2 separate regions of the Mus musculus genome follow, and region 1 is linked to region 2. A link is a contact called in public Hi-C data. All regions are on one chromosome and are shown on one strand. Each heading gives the region's core, a stretch centred on a gene start, on an enhancer-like site or on the middle of the called end of the contact. The rest is flanking DNA. Distances are from core to core; before and after follow the strand shown.

Region 1 (6,134 bases), core at 726-3,225, 560 kb before region 2:
TCAAATATCCTGGCCCTGTGGTCCCAGGTGCTGTGTGACAGGCCCCCAGGGATAACTGTGGACTTAGATGGTTTACCAGTTGGCGGAAGGTTGAGCTGTCAGGGAGCAAGTGGGAAGTGACATACGCTCACAGAAGGGCTGGAGTGTGGTGGTCCCGGGGCACACATCTAGCATAGCACATATGCCTGTGTGAGCTGAGGTCCCAGAGCAAGGGGACGGCAAGAGGATGATACCAAGTATGTAGCTGCTGGCAAGCTGAGGGTCATGGTGGCACATGACAGGGCTTTGGAAACTGTACAGGACTTATTCAAAGCATGTTGGGGAAAGCCTAGCATGCAAGTGTCTAGATGAGTCAGTGTCTAGCCAGTCTTTGCTACTTTGTGGGGTCTTCTTTTCCCACCCTTTACCCTCCTCCCAGTTTCACCCTCTATCATTGGAGGAGAGAGAGAGAGAGAGAGAGAGAGAGAGAGAGAGAGAGAGAGATCCCTGAATCTAATTTCTTTCCTTTCGTCTCTTTAAGCACAACTACTAACAATCCACAACCACCATCCCCTCCCCAAAACAACCAACAACCACTAACGCCATTAGGCCCCAGCATTTATATACCCTCTGAAAAGTGCCCAGAATTCCATATGTCGCACAACCATAGAAACTATCTGCAGCTGGCAAAACCACGCTTCTACTAGAGCACGAGGCAAATCATAGTCACCTGCCGCAGGTTGTCTGAAGCAGCCATAGATCCCCAAACCTGGGATTAAAATGGAAGCACATTCTTGTAATATATGTCTGTGTTTTTAAAGAAGCCAAAAATTCCAGAATTCTCACATGTCAGTGAACTGAAGAAGCCAGGCTCCAATCCTGGCTTTGTCTTTGTGCACCTTTGGGCAAATCCTTTGACTTTCTTGGCCTCAGTTTCCTTATCCATAAAGTGGGTGAAAAGCAATTCCTTGCTTTCCAGCACCTCTAGCCCCAGAGGTCTATGTTTTATACACCTAGAAACCACTTATTTCCAGAAGGAAATCTCTGACCCAGAGAGGGGCTTGGAGGAAGGCCCTCAGCAGAGACCCACAGCACAACTCAGAATTCAGGATACTTTGCTAAGCTGGGACCAGCTGATCAGGGACCAAACCAGTGGGCTAGGTTATTCCTGTTCCACCTGAGAGCTCCTGCCTTTGTCAGAAGACCCCTAGCTCCAAGGAGACACTTCTCTGCTTGGTCCCTACAGGTGCCACTATCTGTCTACTACACCACTCATCTGTCCATTCTTCCACTTATGTCTGTCTGTCTGACCCATCTGTCCATCTATTTGTATATTCATCCACCCATTAATCCATCGATCCATCCATCTTCCATGTATTCATTCTAAAAACCCTGCCTGTACCAGCCATGCCTTGGTGTTAAAGAAGAAGGAAAAACAGGTCCCTGTCCACAGGGAGCCCATGGGGTCAGGGGACAGAGGCCAGCAGAGACAATTTCCACATAGTTAGTAGGGCATGCTAAGGAGGAAGGCAGGGAGACCTGAGCCTGCCTTGGAGGACGAGACACTGAATTTGGAAGCAAGTGTAGTGTCAGCGGGGTGATCTGAGCAGGATGAAGCGAGGCCTGGAGGTGGTGGGGTTGAATCTGGATGGAGCCATGATGGGGGTGGGGAGCTGAGGGGAGCTGCAGCTGTGCAGGCAAGTGTCAACTGGGGATCATGTTGGTAGCTGGGGTGGGAATGATGCCAAGTCCTTGGGCACACTGCGTGGCAGCTTGCAGAGGTAGAAAACTTTCTCCGGCAGTTGTCAGACCCCCCACTCCCGTCCCTGCCTATGTGATGTCAGGTAACTCTGTGAGGCCCAGTCCCCGGTGATGGCATCACAGGTTGTCTCTTTAGCCTCCCAGGACTCTTCTGACTCCTGAGTCATATGTGGTCAGCAAACTGAGGACCATGTAAACATGTGGCCTGGCCTGGACCTAATTGTTCCCATCCCTGCTATGCTGAGGGAGCATTGGCTGGGGAGAGGGCAGGGCTTGGTTAGTAACTGCCCCTGAGGGCTCTGGTCATGGGGTGGCTGAGTCACTGGCCAGTCATCAGCTTGGGCCTTGGGGTCCTTGGTTGGGGGATGGGAGATCCATTTTCTCGCTCATGGCTGCCTCCAGACTCTCTCCACTCAGAACACAGCGCCCCCCCTGAAACTCTCAATGTTTAAAATGGCTTGAGATGTAGCATAGCCCAGGCTGGTCTCAAGATTGCTGTGTAGCTGAGGTGGCCTTAAATGTCTGGTCTGCCCTGTCTCCACCTTTCAAGTGCGGGGATAACAGGATTGAGCTTTCTCACCAAGTTTTTGCAGTGCTGGGAATTGAACCCATGGCTTCCTGTTTGCTAGGCAAGCACGATACTAACTAAGCTACGTCCCAGCCTGGAGAAGTGCTACTCACAAGAGTCCCACACCCTTATGCTCAGGAAGGCAGACAGGCCCAGAGATGGAAGTCACACACTAGTGTTTGTTCCTGTTGATCTCTCCTGTGTGGAGACCCCCAGGGTAGCTGGGTCCACCTCTGTGGGTTCTTAGAGTCTGGGAGGTTAGGAGTCATTTGCAGGCAGCTCTAAGGTCAGGTCTCAGTTGGACTGCCACCCCATCCCCTGAGAAAGTGGCTGCAGGTGCTGTGGGCAGGATGCAAACATTGCAAGAAAGTTAACTGTGGCATGTGTCCCCTTCCCTGAATGCTGTATGCAAATAACTGACCCCTCCTCTGTGTAGAGGCTGAGAAGGCCCTGGACCAGGAGCCCCTAACAAGAAGGCTCAGGCCTACAGCATGCTCAGGGCTCAGAAGTGATGTGTGTTTGTCTGTTCATTCCAGAGCCAGATGAAAACCATGGATGTGGGGTGATCTAGACAGGACCCCCAAAAGAGCAATGAGTAGACCCGAGGGGGTCAGTCTGTTCCTGTTCCTCCAGAGACTGAAAAGGCAAATAGTACCCTAGCCAACTGCTATTGTGACTGGGGACGAGTAATGGCCCCTAAAGTATACATACAGTGCCTCTGCATAGCACTGAACTCCCCAGATGGGATCTAAGCCTGATTCACACTCATAACTTCAGCTTCTCCACAATTTCAGGCCTATTTCTACAGCAAAGACTTTAGGGTCCTTAATAAGAGTCACGGGTGGTTCTGGGCAACCTGAAGTATTAAATCACTTAATTATGTTGATGTGTCCATAAAAGGTACTGTTACCACTGTCCCCAATCCAGAGGTGGGGAGACTGAGGCATCAATAAGTTGCATTAGCCTTACAAAGTTAAGATGGTCAATGGAGACACAATCAGAATCTGAACCCTTTGCCTCCAGAGTCGCCTCTTGTGTGTATCTTCTGAGGGAATGACATCCTTCCAGGAGGATCTAGTAAGGGCCTGGGCCCTCTGTTCAACCTCTGCAGAAGGATGCCCACAGATGATCTGGAGGGGTGCTGTCCCCCTCTCCACTCATTTGACCCTCACTATCCTCTCTCAGGCTGGCCATGAAGGTAAACAGGGCTCAGCTGTAGCCTTTGATGGCTCCTGCCAAGCTGGCACTTGGGGTCCTGAGGATACCCAGGGGATCCCAGCCCAGCAGCTGGGCGACCTCAGGGCCAGCATTTCCGTAAATACCCCAATGAGCCAGCCCTCCCCCCCCCCGAGGTTTGGCAGGCTTTGTGTGGTTTCCTCTGACATGGCCACTTCCACCCACTCTGCCCAGCTAGGCTTCCAGTAATAGTATGTTTTCTCTGGAGTTGGTGATGCTAATGATATGGAGCCCCGGGGACTTCCTTCCACTCCGTTCCCTCCAAGGGGCCTTCTTTTCCTTGAAAAGGCTGAAGCTGTGCTACCCAGTGGCTCAGACACCTTGTGCTATCCAAAGCACACCAGGAGGTGTAGGCCAGACCTGGGGGGCACCCTGAACATCACCCCCATCACAAACCTAGTGGGGAATCAGGCAGACACACTGTATCCATGAGCCTGGGGAGATAGCTAAGTCAGTAGAGCACTGGATACTCCAACCTTAGAGGCTCATTGCCTGTAAAGACTTGGGGGAAGGGGGTGTGGCTCAGTAGTGGGACACTTGCCTGGCCGTATAAGGATCTGGGGCCCACTCTCAACACTGAGGGAGGAAAAGTGCCAACAAGCACGGACTAGATCCAACTGCCTGGCATGAAAGGAGTAAGACAGACCTGGCTGTGGCCTGTCATTCACTCCATCACCTTGATCATACCACGTCACTCCTCTGAGCACAGGTTTCCAAGTGGGTCTGATGTGAGGATTACAGATCTGGGACAGGGCTTTCATGGATGGGGTAAACTAAAGTTCGGGAAGGCCAGCCTGTGCGCCCCACCGCTGCTGCTGACCGAGCTGCGGATGAGCTCATGAACACGGCCAACGCTTCCCCTCTCAACCGCTGAGCCACACACCACTTTCCTCAAATGTGAACGCAGTGTCAAATTGCACAGAAAGCCTCTAGCCTGAGAGTTCTCCAGAGCTCCCAGCCCCACCCGAGAAGAATCTTGGGGCAAGGGCACATTAAACATGGTGGGGTACCCCACTTGTGGGAGGGCAAAGAGGTAAGTCAGTTTTCTGCTTGGTGCTGGCCCCTTCCTGAAGTGACACACCCTGGGGTGCAGGACTGGTGTGTGGAGAATCCTGAGTAAAGCCCGAATGTGGTAAGATTCAGGACCACTCAGGTGGCCTGGATGGAAAGTGAATTGCAAATGGGGGACAGGGAGAAAAACCAACTTTGTGCCAATAGGGGCTTAAGATAGCTCCTGGTGATAGCCCACCTCCCTAAACCAAAATCACGCACGCTATGCCCCACTTCATCCAAATCAGTGTGTACTGTGTGAGGCTTGAGCCTGCTGGGGCCCTGGAAGTGAACCTTCCTCCCGCTGAGTCCTAGCTCCTACAGTGGTTGGGTACCAGCAGTGGGAGGAGGCCAGGATCAGAGCCCCCTTCGTCCCTCCGGGAAGCTAATAATGACCCTGGGTCCATAGCCTGATGCTGGAATGAAATCCTGGCCTGGTGCCTGGAGGTCTGGTCAGCCCCTGAGTTCTGCATCCTTTGCTTGCATATGCTGATGAGTGGGGGGGGGGGGGGGCGCTGTTGTGAGGGATTCATGCAGACAGAGAATGAACAGGTTTGTTGCTTCAGCACAGCGCTCCAGGCTCCAGGATTCTGTACCCAGAGAAACAGGAGTCAAGGCTGTCCTTATTATCACGACTATCAAAGCATGAAGACCAACACCACCTGTGGTCTGGAAAGAACATGGAAGTAGCTTCCTCTGGTCCAGAGATGCTCAGGCAGCATCTGCCCCCTCTTGCTGTCCTCAGATTCCTGGCATCTGACTTAATGAGGAAAGTCAATTCCTTGGATGGGCATTGGGGAGCCTGCCTGGAGCCGGTGACCTGTATGTACTCTGCTGGATGGAGCTTGTTAGAAGAAGAGTGTTCCAGATCTGGAGGTTGATACTGTCTTGAATCTAGTCTTAACGCCAGCCTTTCTTTAAAGTGCATCTTTAGATGAGTTACTTAACAGTTATATGCCTCAGTTTCATCAAAATGTGCATGCCTATAGTTTAGACTTCACAGGAGACCAGCACAGTGCCTGGCACATGCCAAACACCCAGCAGCTATTCTGTATGTGAGGGTTTGGGGGGCAGGGAGGGGTGAGTGTATGTGGTGGTCAGAGGTCAATTTCTGGTGTCATTCCTCAGTTAGTGTCTACTTTGTTTTCTGAGATAGGTGTTCTCTCTCTCTCTCTCTCTCTCTCTCTCTCTCTCTCTCTCTCTTTCTCTCTCTCTCTCTCAATGGAATTATATCATTTTCTCCTTTCTTTCCTTTTTCTTTTTTAGATTTATTTTTATAAGTACATTGTAACTATCTTCATGCATGCCAGAAGAGGGCATTGGATCCCATTACAGATGGTTATGAGCCACCATGTGGTTGCTGGGAATTGAACTCAGGACCTCTGGAAGAGCAGTCAGTGCTCTTACCCACTGAGTCATCTCTCCATCCCCAAGACAGATTCTCTCACTGGCCTAGAACTCGCCAAGTAGACTAGACCCGCTGTCCAGCAAAGGCCAGAGACCTGCTTGTCTCTGCCTCTCCAATAGTTGGATTACAATT
Region 2 (6,458 bases), core at 2,531-5,030:
CAGAGGTTCAGTCCATTATCATCAAGGTGGGAGCATGGCAGCATCAAGGCAGGCACGGTGCAGGATTTGCTGAGAGTTCTACATCTTCATCTGAAGGCTGCTAGCAGAATACTGGCATCCAGGCAGCTAGGATGAGGGTCTTAAAGCCCACACCCACAGCAACATGCCTACTCCAACAGAGCCACATCTCCTAATGGTGTCACACCCTGGGCCAAGCATATATAAAACCATCACATACCAGATAAGGCAATGGTTCTCAAACTGTGGGTCACAATCTCTTTGGGGATGGGGTTGATTGACCCTTTCACAGGGGTCTCCCGAGACCATCGAAAAACACTGATATTTCCATTATGATTCATAACAGTTGCAAAATTACAGTTGTGCAGTGGCAATGGAAATAATTTGGTGGTAGCTTGAGGATCTACATTAAAGGGTTGCAGTGTTAGAAAGGCTGAGAAGCGGAGCTCCAAGGAGAACCAGGGCTCACCTTTCCATGACCCTGGACAAATTCATGTGCTCTGTGTCAGAGGCATCCAACAGGATGATGTTCTGTCCCCTGGCTCTGGCTGCTTTTGCTCAATGTGTTTGTGAGAGCCAACCACTGTACTGCATATTGTTACAAGCACTCATTGCCACTGATGTATAGCATGCCCTGGGCAGACTAGTCTCTAGTCATTCATCCTGCCTCCCCATGATAGATGTTTGGATTGTTGCCAGTTTTGTGCTTTAATTTTATTTATTTCTTTATTTTACATTGCCTGGGACTGAGCCCAGGGTCTCCTGCACGCCAGATGGGTGTCATCTCTCACAAAGCAGTATCCCTCTACCCTTTTCTAATTCTGATTTTGTGATTGATGGAACCTTCAAGTTACATTTTCTTGGAGGCCTTTTAACAACAGCTACTTCATGTCGCAAAGCAAAACTTCCTGCGTGGCAGCCACTCACAAGGACTCCTTCGTCCTTCTCAGCCTAGCCTCACCTCCTCTTTAAAAATGCCCAGGCTGGCCTTGAGCTTTCTATCCTCCTGCCTCAGTCACCCAAGTAGCTGGGATTTCAGCCATGTACCACCAAGCCTAATCACCTTTGTGCCTTTATGAGAAACGTTGCCCTGGACATTCTTGATGTGCCTTTTGGTGACCTCACGGATGCACTCATGGAGCTGATGCTGGCCCATGGGGCTGCACTTTCAGCCACTGATACTGAGAAATGGTTTTCTAAAGTGGTTGTACCAGCTGACACAGCACTGGCTAAGTAAACCGGGTCCTCCAGTGTTAATACAGTACTTTCTGACTTTTCTCTACTTGTGGTGTGTGTGTGTGTGTGTGTGTGTGTGTGTGTGCGCGCGCGCGCACATACACAGGAATTTATAAACTTTAAAATGTCCCTGCTGCCTTTCTTGGCTATGTCACTGTTGTGTCCTGCAATAACTGCTTACTGGGGGTAAGGATAAAACTACTCAATGGTCACTCATGACACAGATGTATCCAGTACCCTGGTCTCAGCGCAGTGGATGGTTGAGAGTAAGGCAGAGCCAAGTCTCAAAGCCCCTGAGCCTCTCCAGGCTCCTCAGAGTCCATTTATTATGGGAAAGATGCAAAGTAGAACTGCCTCTCAGACCACCTGCCTCATCCTTTCCAGTTTGGGGAGCACCCTCATCCTTCCCAGTATGCTTTAGCCTCCTCTGTAGGACCCACACCCTAGTGTCCTAGCTCTCTAGTTCCCCAACTTCCCAGTCCTACAAGCCAACTTCCTCACACCAAGCTAGGTGCCCATAGGTGTTTATAAACATAGATTTTGCCATGAAGCAAAAAGATGTATTTCTGCAGCCTGGGGCACTATTCTGGCTAAAGGGTCTCAGAGTTGAACTTCTGTTTACCCCGAACATAAGCTTTGATAAGTCACCATGCCACAGTCCTAGCAAAAACATCCATAAAAGAGGAGCAAACACTCCCCTGCCTCCCTCACTGCTGCTCATGTCGAAACTGTAAATTAGCTTTCTCTGAGGAGAGGGCTCACTGTGGGCACACAGTTACCCCACTTTGCTTTGTGGGTCTCTTTAACTACTCTACAAGCTAGATATTAACACTCCCATTTTACAGTAGAAAGTGAGACCAAGAGAGGTCAATGAATCCAGTCACGGTCACATGTGCAGAACTGGGAAGCCACCGGAGCACAAGGGATAGACTGCCCACCAGGCTCTACCCTTCCTGAGGAACTGACAGGAAGGTAAGGCCAGGCCTGGCTGAGGCACAACCTCACTCCTGGGCCTTCCTTCCCATCAGAGCCTCAGACTTGGAACGTATGGAAGGCAGAACCACTATAAGTGCCCTTGTGAGCTGCGATCACGTGGCAGAGGATGCTGGGTAGGAAGGGATTCGTATCTCCAATGGGCTAGAAAAGATCAGGAGGCATCCTTCACTAGGTTTGTGATTTTTCTAGGGACTTTCTTGGCACATTTGAAAGCAAGATAATTTCACGAAAATCTTTCTAATTTCAACGCCTACCCTAATCTGATTTTCACCGAGTAAGTGCGCTCCCTTGGCTCATCTTTCTGATGCCTGATCCGGACACATCCGGGGCAGACGCAACCTCAGCAGCATGGGAACCTGACTAACACTTCTCTAGCTACTGTGCGCTGTGTGCCAGACACAGGAATATGCTCTCTGGGTACCAATGCATCTTAGTTACTCTTACCCACATCCCTCTGAGGGATGTCTTAAAGATGCCATGGAGTCTTGGAAGAGCTGGTTACATTTTCAAAGCCCACACTTTTCATGTTAGCACCCCGATGAGCCCGTCTCACCGACATTTCCTTACTGCAGTCTCAGTTGATTTGACAATAGTCTCAAAGCCACTGACTGATGACCTCATCTCCGGGTCTCTTCTGAATTGGTGTGACTTAACCAGATAGCAAAGGACTCGCTAGCAGTATGGGCAGACATTGTCCCTTCTGGGTATTCCTGGGCACGTGGTAGAGGAGGAAAATATCCAGGTGACAAGAGATAACCTGGAAAGTTCCTCAGAGGTGCCCACTCACAGATATAGAAGATTAGGGAGAGAGCAAACCACCCACCCCATGGCACAGAGCGAGAGGCTACACAGACACTAGATTCAGGCTCCCGAGCCTTCAGAAGCTTAGAGCCCAATGCCATTCTAGGTGGTCGCTATGTGTGGCCATGTTTCTCTTGTTCATAGGGTAAGCTCGCACACTGCAATGAGCACATACGTAAATCCAGGGGCTCTTTGACTCTCCTCCAGTATAAAGCCAAGCCCTACAGGGCATAGTCATTTTGAGATGGGCTGGGAGAGGGGGAGGGGCTCCATTTTTATGAAAACCCTTGAAATTACATTACCAACACACTGCCAGCCCCTCCCCCACCCCACCCCACCTCCTCTTATCGTTCCCACCCCATTTTGAAAGGGTGAATGTTCCCTGGGATTCAATTTTGCTCATAATAGTTGGAAGGAAACAAACTATAGGCTGTAAACACTGACTGCATTGTATGAGAAATACCTTTATGATGGGGAGCTGAGATGAATACCGCCCAAGTTCCTCCACTAAGCACGTCCCCTAATGTCTCCTATCGAAACATCTCACACAGGCAGGAATCTAGAGCTTTAACGTAAATGTATTTTTAGCCACCAGAATGCAAAATTAAGACTGGAGAGATGTAAGCACCAGCTCTCTGCAGTTTTCTTCAGTGAAGCCTGGGAGACTCGTGCATTTTTCTGAGCCCGTGCTTCGGAAGGGTGTGTGCACATCAGCTCCCCGTGACACACTCCATTTTCTCCCTGTACATAGGGTGGGGTTTTATTTCCTCCCTGCATTTTACTCTCCAGCTGGGAGATGACATTAAATTTCATCAGATCCAAAGCAAATCTATGGTCTTGAAGCCGTTTTTTTTCTCCTTTCAGGCCCCTCATATTTATTCAGAATTCATGAATCATGTTCCAATAACACAGCCGTAATTATTTTTAAAGTGTGATGCTTGTGGCTTCAACAGGAAATGGTTGCAAAAGCCCTTTTCTCTTTGATTGTTTGTAATCTCGGGCGTAATCGCTGCCGTTGCCTTCTCAGCACCGCAGCGGGCGAAACACAATTTCATTTTAATCTGAATCTCGAGCCTTCACCCCAGTTTTAATTAAAGCAATAAGAGCCATGTCATCTTTGCCCTTTGCAATGTACACAGACTCGGAAGCCAGAGTGACTAAGCGTACAGCCTCAGATTTCAACCCTGGCGGCAAGGCCTCCTGCCTACCCACCCGTACATTTACTGGGAAGTGGTTTGGTTTCACAAAACCTCAACCACTGAGGCGTTTTCCTCACCTGTTAGATGGGGGACAGCTGTGCCTAACTAACGAAGGCTGTGTGGTGTGAAGCAGACCTTTGACTCCAGTGCCTAAGCCCTGGGAAGCTCACAGCAAATGTTAAAGCCCATCAATTATTTTTAATTTAGTGTGTGTGAATATTTTGCTGTCACGTATGGCTTTACACCACATGCGTGCCTGGTGCCCTTGTCATAAGAAGGCAAGGACATCAAATCCCCTGCAACTGGAGTTACAGATGGTTGTGAGCCGCCTCATAGGTGCTGGGACTTGAACCCGAGATCCTCAGCAAGAGCAACCAAGGGTTTTTAACTGCCAAGTCATTTCTCTACTCCATTTTGTGTGCGTAGCAGGGAGGGGACAAATGCAACACCCTCTCCTGATTATTAATGGGGAAACTGAGGCTCAGCAAGAAAACAATATAGGCAAAGGGAACTGAATGAGGCAAAAACTTGAGATCCAAGTTTCTGCCTTTTTCCCTATTCTGGGCATCCACCACTGCCCCCTACTGGAAGGAGGCTTCCAATAAAAAGCTATGAGGACCAGTCTACACTCTCCACAACAATGTATAAAATGTGTTTTCCTGAAGGACTTTGAGGGAATGTGCGTCATCAAGCCTTGGGATTTGTTGTCAGCCAGATAGATGAAAAAAAAAAAAATAGCAGCTTTAGTTTTTCTTTTGTGTATTTTCTTTCGGTAAATGGTTGGCTCGGATCTCCTTCCCTTCTCCACTGTGGGTTTGAATTGATTTCTCGTAAGTCTTATGTACTAAGGAAGTTGGTCCTCAACTTCGAGTATCCGTGCCCAGTTTCCCACCTGCATCTCCTCTCTGGTGTTCTGGTATTGCAAACGCCATTTCAAGTTAGGGTGTGGTCTAGTTTTTAAACCTTTTCTTCTAAAGCTTCCACTAGAAGCATCTTCCTGCCAACAGGAACGTGTAGTAAAGGTACACTTATTGGTTCACTTCTGATTTCTCAGCCCATTTAAAGCTTTAATTGATTAGAAACCTTGCCTTTAATTTTTTTTAAAGACACTTTTGTGTCGCCCAGGCTGACCTTGAACTCGCTATTCAGCTGACTACGACCTTGAACGTAGAATCCTCTTGCCTCTATCTCTAGAGTTCTGTGCTGCTCTGCCCGATTTTAATTTTATCATCTCTGGACAGGAAAGGGGCTGTGGATCCAACACCATCTTTCCCTAACCTTCTGTCCTTAGAACACTCTGCCTGTGGCTTCTAAGGCTCTATGGAAGGACATAGAAAGATTCTATGTCAAAACAGAACAAAAAAATGGCAGGGGGATCATTACTTGGCGCTCTCTTATCTTACGTTTCATTTATCCTCCCAGGGCTTTGATCCACAAGCCCAGAAGTCACAATTTTACATAATGGCTCCTGACTTGGACAGCCATCTAACTGCTTTTAAATGGGCCTCTCAAATGTCAAATGACCAAGTCCCATCTCATCAAGCCTGCCCTTCCCCAAAGCAGAAGATGGCACAGCCACACTACATTCTGGGAGTTGCCCATCTCTCTTCCTCCCTTCTTTCTCTACATCTAGTAGTCTCAAAATCAGATAGCTTGATTTACAAAATCACATCTCAGACCACCTACGTGTCTCCATTTCTTCTGCCTGTAGTATAATCTTGGATCCTTCATTTGCCTAAAGCATACCCAACCTCAATCTCCCTGTGTCCACTCCTGCTACTGAGAGCTTTAGCAAACCTCATGTCATCAGTCTCAACCCATTTGTCTGCCCCCCAACCCCTTCTCAGACGCATGTATACACATACGCGTGCATGCGTGAGCACTCGAGCGCGCACACAAAATTTTAGGAAAAACCCTGAAAACGTTTGTATAAATCTTATTCACAGCCATAAAATCAGAAAACTACCCACAGTCAGAAAGGCACCATGACACACTAGCATTTGCAGTACCTGGAAGGGACAGACATTATTTGTTGGGCCAAGATGTCTAGGGGATTCCCACAGAGGAAGCGATGTTTGCATTGATACAGAGTTGACCAGATGCGCATCTTGTGTAACCAGAACATTATTTACAGGAATAAGACAATAGAAATAAGTCATGGCTGGTTTCTCTGAACACTGGTGTTTTGCGTAGGCTCTTAGTTTAGAT

What was found. Hi-C and Micro-C count contacts between places; a contact is called where the count stands out from the background.
Region 1: a Hi-C map of myocytes shows a contact between it and region 2, with 3 times the contacts expected there. The contact joins two enhancer-like sites.

The regions. Positions count from the first base shown.
Region 1 is chr2:163,810,817-163,816,950 of GRCm38.p6, reverse strand. No RefSeq gene overlaps it. Among named protein-coding and RNA genes, the nearest start is that of Ccn5, 7.0 kb to the left of the region's middle. Within about 2 kb of position 1,975, at least 69 of the 459 cell types and tissues checked have an H3K27ac peak or open chromatin away from gene starts, as enhancers often do. A contact at or near this core is called in myocytes, where this site is marked.
Region 2 is chr2:163,251,208-163,257,665 of GRCm38.p6, reverse strand. All of the region lies in intron 2 of Tox2 (TOX high mobility group box family member 2), which reads right to left. Among named protein-coding and RNA genes, the nearest start is that of Tox2, 51 kb to the right of the region's middle. Within about 2 kb of position 3,780, at least 84 of the 459 cell types and tissues checked have an H3K27ac peak or open chromatin away from gene starts, as enhancers often do. A contact at or near this core is called in myocytes, where this site is marked.